3 separate regions of the Rattus norvegicus genome follow, and regions 1 and 2 are each linked to region 3. A link is a contact called in public Hi-C data. All regions are on one chromosome and are shown on one strand. Each heading gives the region's core, a stretch centred on a gene start, on an enhancer-like site or on the middle of the called end of the contact. The rest is flanking DNA. Distances are from core to core; before and after follow the strand shown.

Region 1 (4,412 bases), core at 641-3,140, 180 kb before region 3:
TACCACACCCAGCTTTAATTACATTGTTTTATTACATGCATTGGTTTGGGTATTACAGTTAGCCATGCTTTTGAAACTGAAAAAAAATTAGTTGTATTATCTATGATTTGTTATTTTAGTATGGTTGCACAGAGTGTTAAAAATACTTATTATAGCTTCCTGATTCTTGAAACTGTAACAAACGGCTGCGTTATCTCTGACTTGTTACTTTAGTATGTTTTAAAAGGCTGTTAAAAAAGTTAACAGTTCCTCTAAGTAAACCCAATAAACTTTTGGTTTATTAAGAAACAAAACAATATATTTATTTGTTTTAAGTAAAATATGGCCAATGTAGCCTCAACGAGAAGAAAAGCAACAACCAATTGTTCCACAAATGACTATTAAAAGCAACAACAGGGTTTTGTAGGTTAATGGTCGCTTTTATAGATGAGAAAAGTTGAGAACAAAAGCCGAAAAGCAGCTTGCCCGGGGACTGTTTTATTATTTCCGTATCTCTTTAAAAGTTGGGTTTCAATTTTACAAACTGGAAAAGTGGAAGAGCTGTATTGTAAAGTACGTGATGAGAGCTAATTGTTTGAATTCTGGCAGCAGAAGGCCCCTTGGAGTGGCCGGTGGGGTGGAGAGTCCGGCGTTTTATTTGTGAAACTGAGGGTCAAAAAGGAGTAGTACCTTTTAGGTAACGTGTGTGTTGCCAATGCCTAAAAGCCGAGGACTCAATATATTCTTTTGGGTTTTGTTATTTAAGGGTATGTGTTTTTGAAGCTGACACTTGGGGTGGTCCGCCTAGAAGCAGGGACCACCAGAATGGGCCCCTTTAATGACAGATCCTTTTCCCTTCATATTCCCTGTCTAGTGTAGAGGCTTGAGGCATGTCACCTCGGCCAGGTAACCCTGTCCTAGCAGAGATACAGGTTGTGTCCAGTCACACATCTTCGCCTCCCGGGGGTCCTAGGAGAGTTGCTAGAAACATTCGGGGTCCCTTGCTGTGCCAGCAGCCACCGGCCTGGTGTCAGAAACACTGCGCGGAAGGACACAGGGGCCTGCAATGACTCACACACCAGCGGAGGCCCAGGGTCCCCGGAGGGTCCTAGATTGCCGGCTCTAGATCCGCGGGAGATAGTCTTATTATTCCTTCATAGTGGGGGTGTGGGGGTGTCGTGTCCGCTACCTAGGCAACGGCGATCTGAAGTCTCCAGCGACCAGCACATCCCCTACAGTCCCTGCTCAAGTGGACACAGGCCACCATCCAGCCTTCCACTTTTCTCCTTCCCCGTTCTAGCTCCCTTCCCCCTTTCTCCCCCTCGACCCCCCCCGCGCAGTTTTCTCGTCCCTCCCTCCCATTCCCAGCACTAGTCAAGCGAGTTTCCCTTTTCACAAAATGGCCACCTTGCTGGACACCCACGGTCACGTGATCCCGCTGCCCTCCACGGAAAGCCAGGGCTCATCAGGCCAGACAAAGCCAACTACATGCCCGGGGAAGGAGAGAAAAGGAATAGTGCTAGAAAGATGAAAACTGGGTGCACAGGGGAAGCAGCAGCAAATAAGCCCAATTTAAATCCTAGGACCTTATTGCTAGAGGACAGACGGAAATGCTTCTCGCGAGATCTCGAGAAAACACTAAGACTCGGGTACTGGCGGAGAACAGGGGACAAACAAACCCAAGAGAACCAGAACCACATATAACGCGGAGTTGTCTATGTGCAGACAACGACGTGGGTAACTGGACTGACTAGGAAATCTCACGGGACTAGGACGAGCAACGCACCGTAAGCAGGCAGAAATCCTAACGGCAGGGGACTGCCGCCTGGGAGAGGAGGGCACACGTCTTACGTGCTGACGTAGCAGTCCTCCGAGTTGGTATATAAGATCGGTGGCCGCGCGGTGCGCTTCAAAGCCGCAGTTCTCCCGTGAGAGGGTCTTTGCGGTAAAGCCAGCACTTGCTCAGCAGCGGAAGACTCCGAATTTTCGGTACTCTTCAGGGATGAGTCATGTGGCAGTGGAAAATGCGCTCGGGCTGGACCAGCAGGTGAGCTGCAGTGGTCGCTGCATCAATTTCTCCCCTAGCCTAACCTGCCTTGTGGCGCAGCTCTTTAAGTTCTGCTTTTTCCTTCCCGGTTCCCCGGTTGGCTCGGGCCGGCGGGTGCCAGTATCTAGGGGTTCTGGAGGGACAGGATGCTTAGGGGGAGTGCTAGAGCCTGTTGGTCCTCCAGCTCGGCTCGGTTCGCGGTATTGTCCCTGGCCCGAGCACAATGGCGGCTTTTGTGTCTGTGCGCAGGCGAGCCGAGGGGGAGGGGGCGCGCGCATTCGGGCGCACGCGCGCGCACCCTAGTTGATTAGTGACCGGCGGTGGGGGGGCGTTGTAGATAGATTGCCCCGCGTGGCGGCGCGCGGGCCGGGATGGATGGTTTTAGCCTCGGATTTCAGGGGCTTGGGGCCTCCATGGCTCCAGTGGCTGTGCTTTTTAAATCCGGGAGTGAGCGGCGGCGCGCGGGCTAGCCGAGTGGCCGCGCGGCGCTGGAATGTGGGAGGGGGCGCCACGGGATGGGGGCTGGCCTCAGCGCGGGCTAATGGCGGCGGCCTCCTTTGTGTGGCGCAGGCTAGCTGTGCCGCGCGGTCGCCCCCCCACCCCATCCCCCCGGGCCTGCCGGCCAGCGGGCTCCTATGCAAGCCAGCCGGGTTTCTTCGGCACCGCGGGCCCGGTGTGTTGCGGCAGGGGAGGCCGAGGTTCCCGAGTGGAAAGTTTTGTGACGCAGAAATTTCAGGGCGGATCGGGCGGGGGGAGGGGGGGGAGGGAGGCCGGGGCTGCTGCGTGCGCACTAGCGCCGGGCTTGGCTGTGACGCGAGCCACCCGGCGCGGCCCTTGCTCAGCCTTAGGCTCCAGGAGGCTCCAGGAAACAGCCCGAGGTCCCGAGCCCGGCACACCCGCCCTTTACCTGGGCGCCAGGAAGGACCACGCGCCTTGTGAGGGACGCCCCACTCTGGCATCGTCTAGAGGCAAAATGCCCAGAATATGGCAACAGATAACTTGTTGCTGCCGTTGAAGTAAAATTGGGAGATTGATCAGGCCTGGTTTTTGATTCCTTAATCGAGACTCCATTTCTAGGTTTACAAGGTGAGGAGGAGATGAGGATCTGTTGTCTTCTGCCAGGCCTCCCCCTCAATGACCCGCAACAGTATTCCATGTTGTAACATTGTAACTTAAAAGGGCACTGCTACATTTTCATCTAAATGATCTTAATTTATACCAAATGATACGATATTGTTGAATTATATTGGAAGTTAAATTTCCAAGAGCCTTTCATAAATGGATTGACTCCGAAAGCTTAGAAATTCGGGGTAGTTGAACTTTTAAGTTTGTAACAAATACCAACAGTGCATTTGGCAACTTTGTTGCTTCTTAGTGTTGCCAAACAGAAAAACAACTGGAAAACAAAACTCGGCGGGCTAGAGAGATTGCTCAGCGGATAAGAGCACTGATTACTCTTCCAAAGAACTGGGTTCAATTCCCAGCAACCACGTGGCAGCTCACGACTGACTACTCCACTGTAACTCCAGTTCCAGGGGATCAGACACCCTCATACAGACATACATGCAGGCAAACTACCAGCGCTCATTAAAAAAAAAAACCCAAATTCGGATTATAAGAAGTGCAGCTTTAAATGGCAGCTATTGTGTCAAACATGGCAACATTAATAGCTAGTGGCGAAGAGGTTAGATCTGCTTTCTGTTTTCGGGGACCGCAGCGATTGTGGAGCTTTAAGCACAGATTTATAGAGTAGCATTTCCTTAAAATGTAATAAGTTCATCTTTCCTGTTTTTTCTTTTTTTGAGAGGGGTCCCCTTTTCATTTGTGCTTTATACTCCTAAGTAGATAAGCCATATTGACAATAGTGCTCAGTGTGTAAAGGCATCCGCCATAAAGCGAGGTGACTGCAGCTACCTGAATTTTTGATCAGCTTGGTTGGTCTTGGATGAGTTTGAGGCCAGACAAGACTACATAGTGAGAACCATCGCGCGCGCGCGCGCACGCACGCACACACACACACACACACAGCGAGAGCTTGTGTGAGGGCGCGTGAGCAGGCACACACATAAATAAATTTTTAAGAACTTAATTTTTGTAGCATCTTGTTAACTGTATAAGGGGATGAGTAGACGGGAGGTTAAAGCCAGTGAAATGTTCTTTTGTAAGAACATAAAAGGATAGTCATGACTAGTTCTGTGAATCTACAGTTAAATGGAGAACAGGAATTATTTCCGTTTTATTCGATAGCTAAGTGGTGAGTGTATTGCCCCAATTTAATATACTTGTGCTGTATTTGAGAATAAAGGAACTAAACAATAGTTTCAAAGTTTGCCTTTATGCTTTTAGGTTTAAAATAACACCCAAGTATAAAGTTGGCGTTTATAAA
Region 2 (4,419 bases), core at 934-3,433, 230 kb before region 3:
TGACACACCTCTTCCAACAAGGCCATACCTCCTAATTTTTCCCAAAGGGCAGAGCAAGCATTGAAACATATGAACCTGTGGAGGGCGTTTTCATTCCTGCCACCTCATCAATTCACCATATTAATGTACACGACACATGGTAGAAAGCCTGTCCAAGAAGGACCATCCAGCAACTTTCACTGACATGTCAGTGGTCATGTCCAACTGTTGGAGGCTGGTAAAACCCATTTCTTTCAACACAAAGCTGCAGTACTGGTAGTGAGGAAGGCGGAGAGGAGGGTGATCATGTAGAACACTTGTCTAACATGCGTGAGTCCAGAGTTCTATTCCTAACACCACACCTACACACACACACACACACACACACACACACACACACACACACACACACACACAGAAGTCATTTGATCTTTCATGATCCTTTAGTTGGAGTGTATTGCGGCCTATAGAAAGGAACCTGCCCTTGTTTTTAGGTTCAGTGTAAAGGACCTTGCCCTTGTTTTTAGGTTGATGTTCTGACACTCAGGCTCCATATCAAAATTAAAACCAAATCACCACCTCCACAAACCTCTCAAATTCATCAAAATATATATTTAAAAATTATCTCATTTGAAGTAATGCTGTTTTGTTTTAAATTCATGATGTGTTTACTGGGATGGCTTCCCACTCATCTTGAACCAGGGTGCTTTTAGTGCTGTGTCCTGCGGAACGGCCAGCCTTCCTTTTCCTTCTGTAGGCTGACAGGGCAATGCAGCAGCCAACACACAAGACTGCCTTTTGTTTATGGCCGAAGACTGGGCTCATTTTATGACATCCTGGGTACTTTGCATCCATTAATAGGAGTTGGAGTTCTGTATCAGCCCCCACTTCTGTTTCCTTTTCTCTTCTGGAGAGGGATAAAGGAAATGCTTTGCAAAAGGCATATCCTCATAGGTCTGAAAGGAAGTAATGTATTCTCTAATAAAATTAGTTTTTAAAAAATCCAAGCAGGGGACTCAAGAGAGCTCAGCCATTAAGAGTACGTACTGCTCTTATAGAAGTTGCATATTTATTTCCAGCACCAAGATGGCAGCTTGCATCTGCCTGTAACTCCAGTTCCAGGGGATGTGGTGCTCTCTTCTGACCTCTGTCGCTCCTGCACACACATCCTTACGTAGGTAACCACACACATCCATAAAAAAGAAAAGAATAGATTGCTTGGCTAGCATGTGCAAAAAAGGTCTGGGTTCAATCCCCAGTACCAAAAACAAAACAAAACAAAACAACAGGCCAAGTTGTGCCATGTGGCACATGCCTGTAATCCAGTCACTGGAGGATCTGAGGCAGGAGGATAGCCATGACTTTGAGACCAACCTGAGCTATGTGGAAAGCACTCAGCCAAAGAGTTTTTCAGGAACAGCCAATATGGATCACAGTCTTTGAAGATGACTCATCTGCGGGAGAGAGAGAACACATGAGAGATCAGGGAAATCTAGGAAGACCTAAGGGGGCTCAGAGTGCATTAGGGTTAGTAGGGTGTTGAGGAGGATACAAAGAGACCCTGGGGACCTAGTATCTCATAAACTGGGTGAAATAGTGCACACTTTTAATCCTAGAATTCAAGAGGTAGAAGCAGAACCATCATATAAAACCCTGTTTCAATAAACTAAACCAACAAAAAGCCCACAAACAAATGTCAAAGGCCAGGTGCCTTTAGTCCTAGCACTTGGGAGGGGGAAGCAGAGGCAGGGGGACCTACAAAGCAAGTCCAGGACAGCCAGCTAGGCCTACTACACAGAGAAACTGTCTCAATAAACAAACAAACAAACAAACAATAACAACAGCATACAAAACCAAGCAACCAAAACAAAATAGAACAAATAAAACAAAACAAAACATGAAACAACAAAACCAGAAAAGTGAAACCAAACCAAACAACAGAAAGGCCTAAGAAATGGAGAAAGTGAGACAGACTCAGAAGTCTGATCTCAACAAGCACACTGCCACTTAGATGTCAGCTTCAGGAAGGACCTACACTTGGTGGACACACTCATGACTTGAGATAGCTGAGTGACAAGGCCAGGCCAATTCACCAGGCCACAGGAGAGGAAAAGGCCCCAATTAAGCACTTTGTGTGTGGGTACAGCAGAGCTTTGAGGCCTCTGTTAGGAGAAACAGGGAAGCTGCCTGGGTCCTGTCCAACCATTGTCAAGCATAAAGCTGGCTCTCATTAATCAGTAATGAAGTACAGAAGCCAGGCATTGTTTGTGGATCTTACCCTAGCAACCTGGGAGCAAAGCAGAGGAACAAACATTTCCGATGCCAGTTCCCTCTCAGCCCCTGCATCATGCTGGCTTTTCCCAGCAGACACATCGACTGTCTAGATGGGTCCTCAATAATAGGGTGGAGAGGCCACGGTGCCACCTTCCAGTCAGGTGCCTGTGTCTCAGGGCCCCTGTTTGTGTGAGTCTTAGCTGTAATGCCCTCAGCCGCTTCAAGTCTCCTTCAGCCTGTAGCGGTGGTGTTGGGGGTTAGGAAGAGTGGAGACTGGGTATTCCTGCTCCAGTGTCTGCTAGCCCCAAGTTCTCTTTGGTCGAATAAAGAAAATTGCTATTGGCTCCTCGGACTCAGCATCCCCAGAACCCTACCCTTCCCTCTGCTCCCCATTCACCCCTGGCTGTCCTCAAGAGGACAAATGGGAAAGCAAATCTCTCCTATAAGGAAGGAAAACCCTGCAGAACAGGGAGAGCCCAATGACTTCTCATGCTAATCCATTGCCTGGTACCCCCTCTGCCTGATTTTTTTCCATCTCTAATCATTTTATGATTACAAGATTACATGCTCATTATCATACAGTCTGCGAAGGTGGAAATGTCCAATACAGACTATTCTCTCTGCCTCTACCACCTGGAAATGACCATAGCCCACTCTAGTATGTATTTGTCAGGATATGTAAATATATTCTCAATAAAAACAACAAGTGTTTAAAGGAAGTCTTTTTTAAATTTATTTATTTTATGTATGTAAGTACACTGTAGCTGTCTTCAGACACACCAGAAGAGGGCATCAGATCCCATTACAGATGGTTGTGAGCCACCATGTGGTTGCTGAGAATTGAACTCAGGACCTCTGGGAGAGCAGCCAGTGCTCTTAACCGCTGAGCCTTCTCTCCAGCCCACAACTAGTGTTTAAAACTTCCCTTTGTTTGTGTACCTGTGTTGGAATTGAACTTAGCCTCACACATGCTAAGCAAGGAACTAGCCACTCCACTCTAGTCATGACCCTAAATGTTGTGTCTTATTGTGGTAAAATACACATATTAATTTTTTTTAACTTTTATCAACTGTTTAAACTATTAAAATGTGAAAATTTCCATTTTAGTCTTTGTGTATGTGGTATGGGGGATCAAACCCAGTTTCTTATATGCATGCTAGGGAAGTGCTCAACCACTGAACCACACACCCCTGTCCCCATTCTTTTCTGTCTTTCTAAGTTACATAGGTTGGCTTTTAACTTGTCGTATAACCCAGACATTTCTTGAATTTCCAATTCACCCATTCTTCTTTCTCAGAGTCCTGAGTAGCTAGTATTACCTTACCTGCCTAACTGTCTAGCTTTTTTTTCCTTTTGAATAGGGTCTTTTGTAACCCATGCTAGTCTCAAAGTCATTATGTAGCTGGAGGCTAATCTTGAACTGCTGATTGTCCTGCCCCCAGCTTCCAAGTGTTAGCTTTACAGGTGTGGACCACATGCCCTACCAACTGAAAAACATTTCCAGTCTTTAAATACTTTATTATTATTATTATTATTATTATTATTATTATTATTATTATTAGTAGTAGTAGTAGTAGTAGTAGTAGTAGTAGTAGTTTTTTGAGATAGGGGTTTCGTGTGTGTGTGTGTGTGTGTGTGTGTGTGTGTGTGTGTGTAGCCCTGGCTGTCCTGGAACTCACTCTGTAGACTAGGCTGGCCTCTGCCTCCCGAGTGCTGGGATTAAAGCTGTGCACCACTACACCCCACTTTATCCAACCTTAAAAAAGGAAGGAAAGTCATGTTTGCCATAGCATGAATATATACTGAAGAAAAATATTGACTTAAGTGAGGCTCCTCACATAGACAGTTTTATAAAGACAGAATGGAGAACAGTGTTGTCATGGAGGAGAAAGGAATTGGAAATGGTGGAGACAGTGTCAGTTTGAGATGAGAAAGGTCTGGAGATGAGTGGTCCCGAAAGGGACATGAAGAAGATGGAGATACTGTCACAGAACCTCAGGTGACAAAGGAGAAAAGTGAGGAAGCCAGTGTCAGGGTGGTAGAGAAGTGGACTTGCTGAAGAAAACTGCTTCCAGAGCCAGCCATCCTGGCCTCTCACCCCAGCAGTACAGACAGTATCAACCTCTCACTCACCTGGAGAGGGGGCAGAGCGCTTAGTTAGGTCGG
Region 3 (4,186 bases), core at 256-2,755:
GTTTGTTTGCTTGGGGTTTTTTGTTTTTTTTTAAATAATGTTTTAAAGCCCTTCCATTTTTTTTTTCAAATAGAAAAGTGTCTCGGGGTTTTGTGGGGTGGAAGATCCCATTCCATCTCAGGCCTGACAGACTTCTTTGTTCCTAGATCCATTCCTTTGACAAATGGGAAGTAGAAACCTTTGTATCTTTTCTTTTCGGGTCAGCTTCCAGCTCTAGACTCTGATATCTCTGTCAAACACTAATTTTCTAAGTGGCAAAGGTGATGATCTGAGAGCAGCAGGGAGGCCCACAAGCATTTGTTCTTCTGACAGGGCATCAGCAGAGACTCCATTACATGGCGGCTCAACATTCCACAGACTCAAGTATCTTTGATGGCTTGTCTTCTGAAATCAGATGTTCCAGGATCTCTTGCCTGCCCTGAATACCTGTGATAAGAGAGCTTTGAAATGCTCTAAATTAAGTTCCAGGCCAGGGGATGGAGGGAGAGATCAGACGAGATTATTTTAACTGACAGCTTCCAGCTAAATCAACAAAGAAAAAGACAAAACCGCTGCACTGCATTATTTTCCCGTGTACCGAAGGCTCCATGAAGGTCACCTCCCTTTCAGCTTCCAGAACAGACTAGTCAAAAAGCAGCAAGTCTGCTATGGACTGAACTAACCCTTCAGTCCTGGGACTCTGTCCTTATCCTAGCCCTTATTCCTCTTATCCTAGCCCTTCTGGTCACAGGTTTAAACAATGCTTCTTTCCGCCAACATTTTATTCTAAAGCATCTGGCTCCTTAGGTCCATAACTACTGCTTTTATCTGTTGTCTGGCCATGCTGCTGGTGGCTTAGGAAACTTGGCCCAGGACCTCTTTCACCTCTTAGCATGTGTCAGCGCCATCAATCACTTTTTTTCAGAGGCCTATTTGAGACTGCGATATTGATTTGATACTTGGCAGTGCCCTGATGCATGGAGTTTTGGGTCTTTTCCTTGGGCAAGACTGATGGACCTACAGCTCTATTTTGGAGGCCACACAGAGCGATTTCACAAGCAGCTCCTAGAAAGTGCATTTTGGAGTAGAGGGGCAGCGAGTCTGTTGAGAAGGATGGCTGAAGGAATGAATCATGTGCTGTGTCAAAATGGCTTGCTTATAAGCCACCCTCCTGACTCCAGGGCCCGTCAGATGAGTAGGTCACTGAATGACCCTCTCCAGAGGGACCTTATGCAGGCTGGGCTTTGGCCAGGGCAGTCAGCCTTCCAGCGGCTTCAGGTGCGTGACTAAGGTTTCCGGCTCAGGCGTGCCCCGGGCCTTTCCGGAGCAGGCAGCCGCCCCCGCGCCGCCATGCTGGAGCCTGCCTCCGGGCGGGGGGCGATAAGGCGGGCTGCGGTGGCACTGGTCCAGCGCCGGAGCTTCAGCGCCCTCTGATGGACAAGCCTGGGAAGGCGGGGCCCAATGCTCTGATGCCCTGCCCCTTCAGACGCTGGGAGCGGGCGGGGCTGCAGCATCAGTTACGGGCAGAGTCTGCCCAGGTTTCGCAAGGACGTGACCTTGAGGTGGAAAAAGTCCCCTGGTGCGTCACGAGTGGTTGTTAACCCGGGCTAGCGAGCTGAACTAGTTTTCGAAGTCCAGAGAACTGAGAAGGAATAGGGACTTAAACGTTCATAATAGGGATTCTAGCTGCCTCTCTAGAACCGCCAAGGCGGCTTTGTGCCCAGGGCCCGAAAGCCTGTAAGAGCCTGTATCGCTACGTCGTCTGGGCCTGCCCTGGGGATGACGTCATTCTGAGAGTCAGCAGAGTATGTCGCTTCCCCTCCTTCAGTCCAGAGCTAAGGCTGTTGATGCAGGTCGATTTGCCTAGCCCCAGAAGGAGCTAGGGGTTTTCAACAGAAGGATGGTTTCGCTAAGGTAGTTTAGGGGGTGCGTCACAAAGACTAGAATGGATGGTTTGCCTCATCCTGATCTCACATAGGCAGTGAGGGCGACTCTTTGTCTTCTTACTGGAGTCTCAGGAGAAAACAAAAAACAACAAAAGCAAAACCAAAAACCAAGCACGACCTAAGCGTCCAAGTCTTTGCTCCGCCTTCAGCACTGTGAACTGACATTTTCTGAAGTTTTGTCTGACTAGAACAATTTGGTGGTGGAATTTTGTGAAAAGAGGGGAGTCAAAATTGCCTTATTTTAGAAACTTTAATAACCATTGACTTTAACTTTTATATCTGATCTAACATGTGTGCGTGTGCGTGTTGCGTGTTGCGTGTGTGTGTTGTGTGTGTGTGTGTGTGGTATGTGCGTGTGTGGTGTGTGTGTTAGGTGTGTGTGTGTGATGTGTTTGGTGTGTGGTGTGTGTGTGTGTGTGTGTGTGTGTGGTTTGTGTGGTCTGTGTGTGGGGTGTGTGTGTGCGTGTGTGTGTGTGTGTGTGTGTGTGTGCATGTGAAATCCAGAAGACAACAACCTTGGGTGCCCTCAGGAGACGTCTACTTGATTTATTTTGAGATTTGTCTGAAGCTTACTAAGTATGCTGGGCTGGCTGGCTAGTGGGCTCCAGAGATCTGTCTGTTTCTGTTACCACGTTGTTGTTTTTTTAAAATGTGGTTTCTGAGGATCCAACTCAGATTTACTGACTAAGCTATCTTCGAAGCCCTGACCTAAATTCTTTACAAATTAAAAAAAAGTGTGTGTATTTGTGTCTGTGGGTGTGCATGCCACACCACATGAGAGGAAATCAAAGACCAACTTACGGGAGTCTATTCTCTCCCTCCACCGTGTGGGTCTGGGGGAGGATCCAGCTCAGGTTGTCAGGCTTGGCAGCAAGCACCCTTAATAGCTGAGCCATTTTACAGGTCCCTAGCCCAATGTTCTTGTAATTATCAGAGAAGCGTCACCACTGTATCACAGAACTTAGCAGACCTTTGGCCTCCACATTCCCTAAAACAAAGAACTCTGGGAGATAACACATAGCTGCTTTGTGGCCTGGCCGTTGCCAGTCTACAGGATGCTCCTACCAATGTAATCGAATGAAAGTTTATTGATTTACAACTTTACATTCTTCTGTAACTCTACAGTTCATGTCATCTCTTCCACTATGGAACATAATATTCAAGGCTCCCAGGTTATATGACTCAGAATAAACTCTTTTCTTACTTCCTTTAAGGCAGAGTCACTTTCTGTCAACACTTGCCATCTTGAGCAGCAGGTCTCTTGCCCTTTCTGGGCCTTAGTATCCTTACATGAGGAATCTAGGGTCTGAGTTAGACTATGAGGCACAGAACCTCAGGGTGTCTGTCTGTCTGAGACCAGAAAGTGAGAGAAAAGGGCAGGATAAGGGTCAATCTTTACCCCAGTTCTTTTACTCTAGTTCCTCCACACAGGCTTCACTTCAGGCTAACATTTGGACACCTCCACCTATATAGCAAACAGGCTAGCCTCTGATATTTGTGGGATCTGGGGTTAAGAGTACACAGGGAGAGTCATATACCATGTGTCTAAATGTTTGAATGTTTTAAATATTTGAAAGTTATAAATCTAACAAACCATCGAATGAAATATGTCCTATCCTCCCTCTGCGTGTGTGTGTGTGTGTGTGTGTGTGTGTGAGAGAGAGAGAGAGAGAGAGAGAGAGAGAGAGAGAGTTAGACACATTCCTTGGAAGTCAGACAGAGAAGGATAAGGGCCATGACTAGAAAATAAGACAACAAACTTCTAAGATGGCCAGCTTCCTCTTCTCAAGATGGCTGCCTTTTTCCTCACCTTCTTGAATTGAGATAATGGCCTGACCATCTAAAATAAAGGCCTGGTGGACTTTTTTTTCTTTCATCAGTAGGACCTGATAAGTTTAAGGCCAGATCAGTAAATGTTTACAGGCTCTCAAGTTCCTGCCTAACAGCAGCTGTTTTTAGGGTGTCTACAATATGTTGACACATAGCTCAAGATGGCTAGCAAATACATAGTCCCTCATCGCCCCTGGGGGCAGACATCAGAGAGAACTCAGGTGGGTGGTGGGCAGGATAAGTGGCATCAGCCCCGGGGGCCTGATAACAGTGCTTTATCCATCCCTACCCTCTACCCTGTCCCCTGTGGAGCTTCTGTCAATCACCTCCCAAACAAAATAATTCCATCTGTGTCCTTGTCTCAGAATCCACTTCTGTGGGAACAAGAGGCAGAGAACATTTTATGCTACAGACCAGGCATCCAGAAATAA

Evidence for each region. A called contact is a pair of places that touch in the nucleus more often than the background predicts.
Region 1: a contact with region 3 is called in a Hi-C map of liver, with 4 times the contacts expected there. The contact joins the promoter of Ddx3x here to the enhancer-like site in region 3. A contact is called at or near these places in 9 of 12 Hi-C or Micro-C datasets (the A7r5 cell line, the Rat2 cell line, frontal cortex and 5 more) and 1 of 1 datasets of contacts at active chromatin or transcription factors (oligodendrocytes).
Region 2: a contact with region 3 is called in a Hi-C map of Schwann cells, with 6 times the contacts expected there. The contact joins two enhancer-like sites. A contact is called at or near these places in 6 of 12 Hi-C or Micro-C datasets (Schwann cells, hepatocytes, kidney and 1 more) and 1 of 1 datasets of contacts at active chromatin or transcription factors (oligodendrocytes).

The regions. Positions count from the first base shown.
Region 1 is chrX:12,163,461-12,167,872 of GRCr8, reverse strand. It overlaps Ddx3x (DEAD-box helicase 3, X-linked), which reads left to right and starts at 1,890. Exons shown (of 17, transcript NM_001398752.1): 1 at 1,890-2,026. The coding sequence starts at 1,982.
Region 2 is chrX:12,206,630-12,211,048 of GRCr8, reverse strand. LOC102547042 (a long non-coding RNA gene) reads right to left here. Exons shown (of 6, transcript XR_010061381.1): 4 at 4,387-4,419; 5 at 1,354-1,433; 6 at 572-1,148. Among named protein-coding and RNA genes, the nearest start is that of Ddx3x, 43 kb to the right of the region's middle. Within about 2 kb of position 2,183, at least 33 of the 93 cell types and tissues checked have an H3K27ac peak or open chromatin away from gene starts, as enhancers often do. A contact at or near this core is called in Schwann cells, where this site is marked.
Region 3 is chrX:11,980,615-11,984,800 of GRCr8, reverse strand. No RefSeq gene overlaps it. Among named protein-coding and RNA genes, the nearest start is that of Nyx, 8.0 kb to the right of the region's middle. Within about 2 kb of position 1,505, at least 66 of the 93 cell types and tissues checked have an H3K27ac peak or open chromatin away from gene starts, as enhancers often do. A contact at or near this core is called in the A7r5 cell line, Schwann cells and liver, where this site is marked.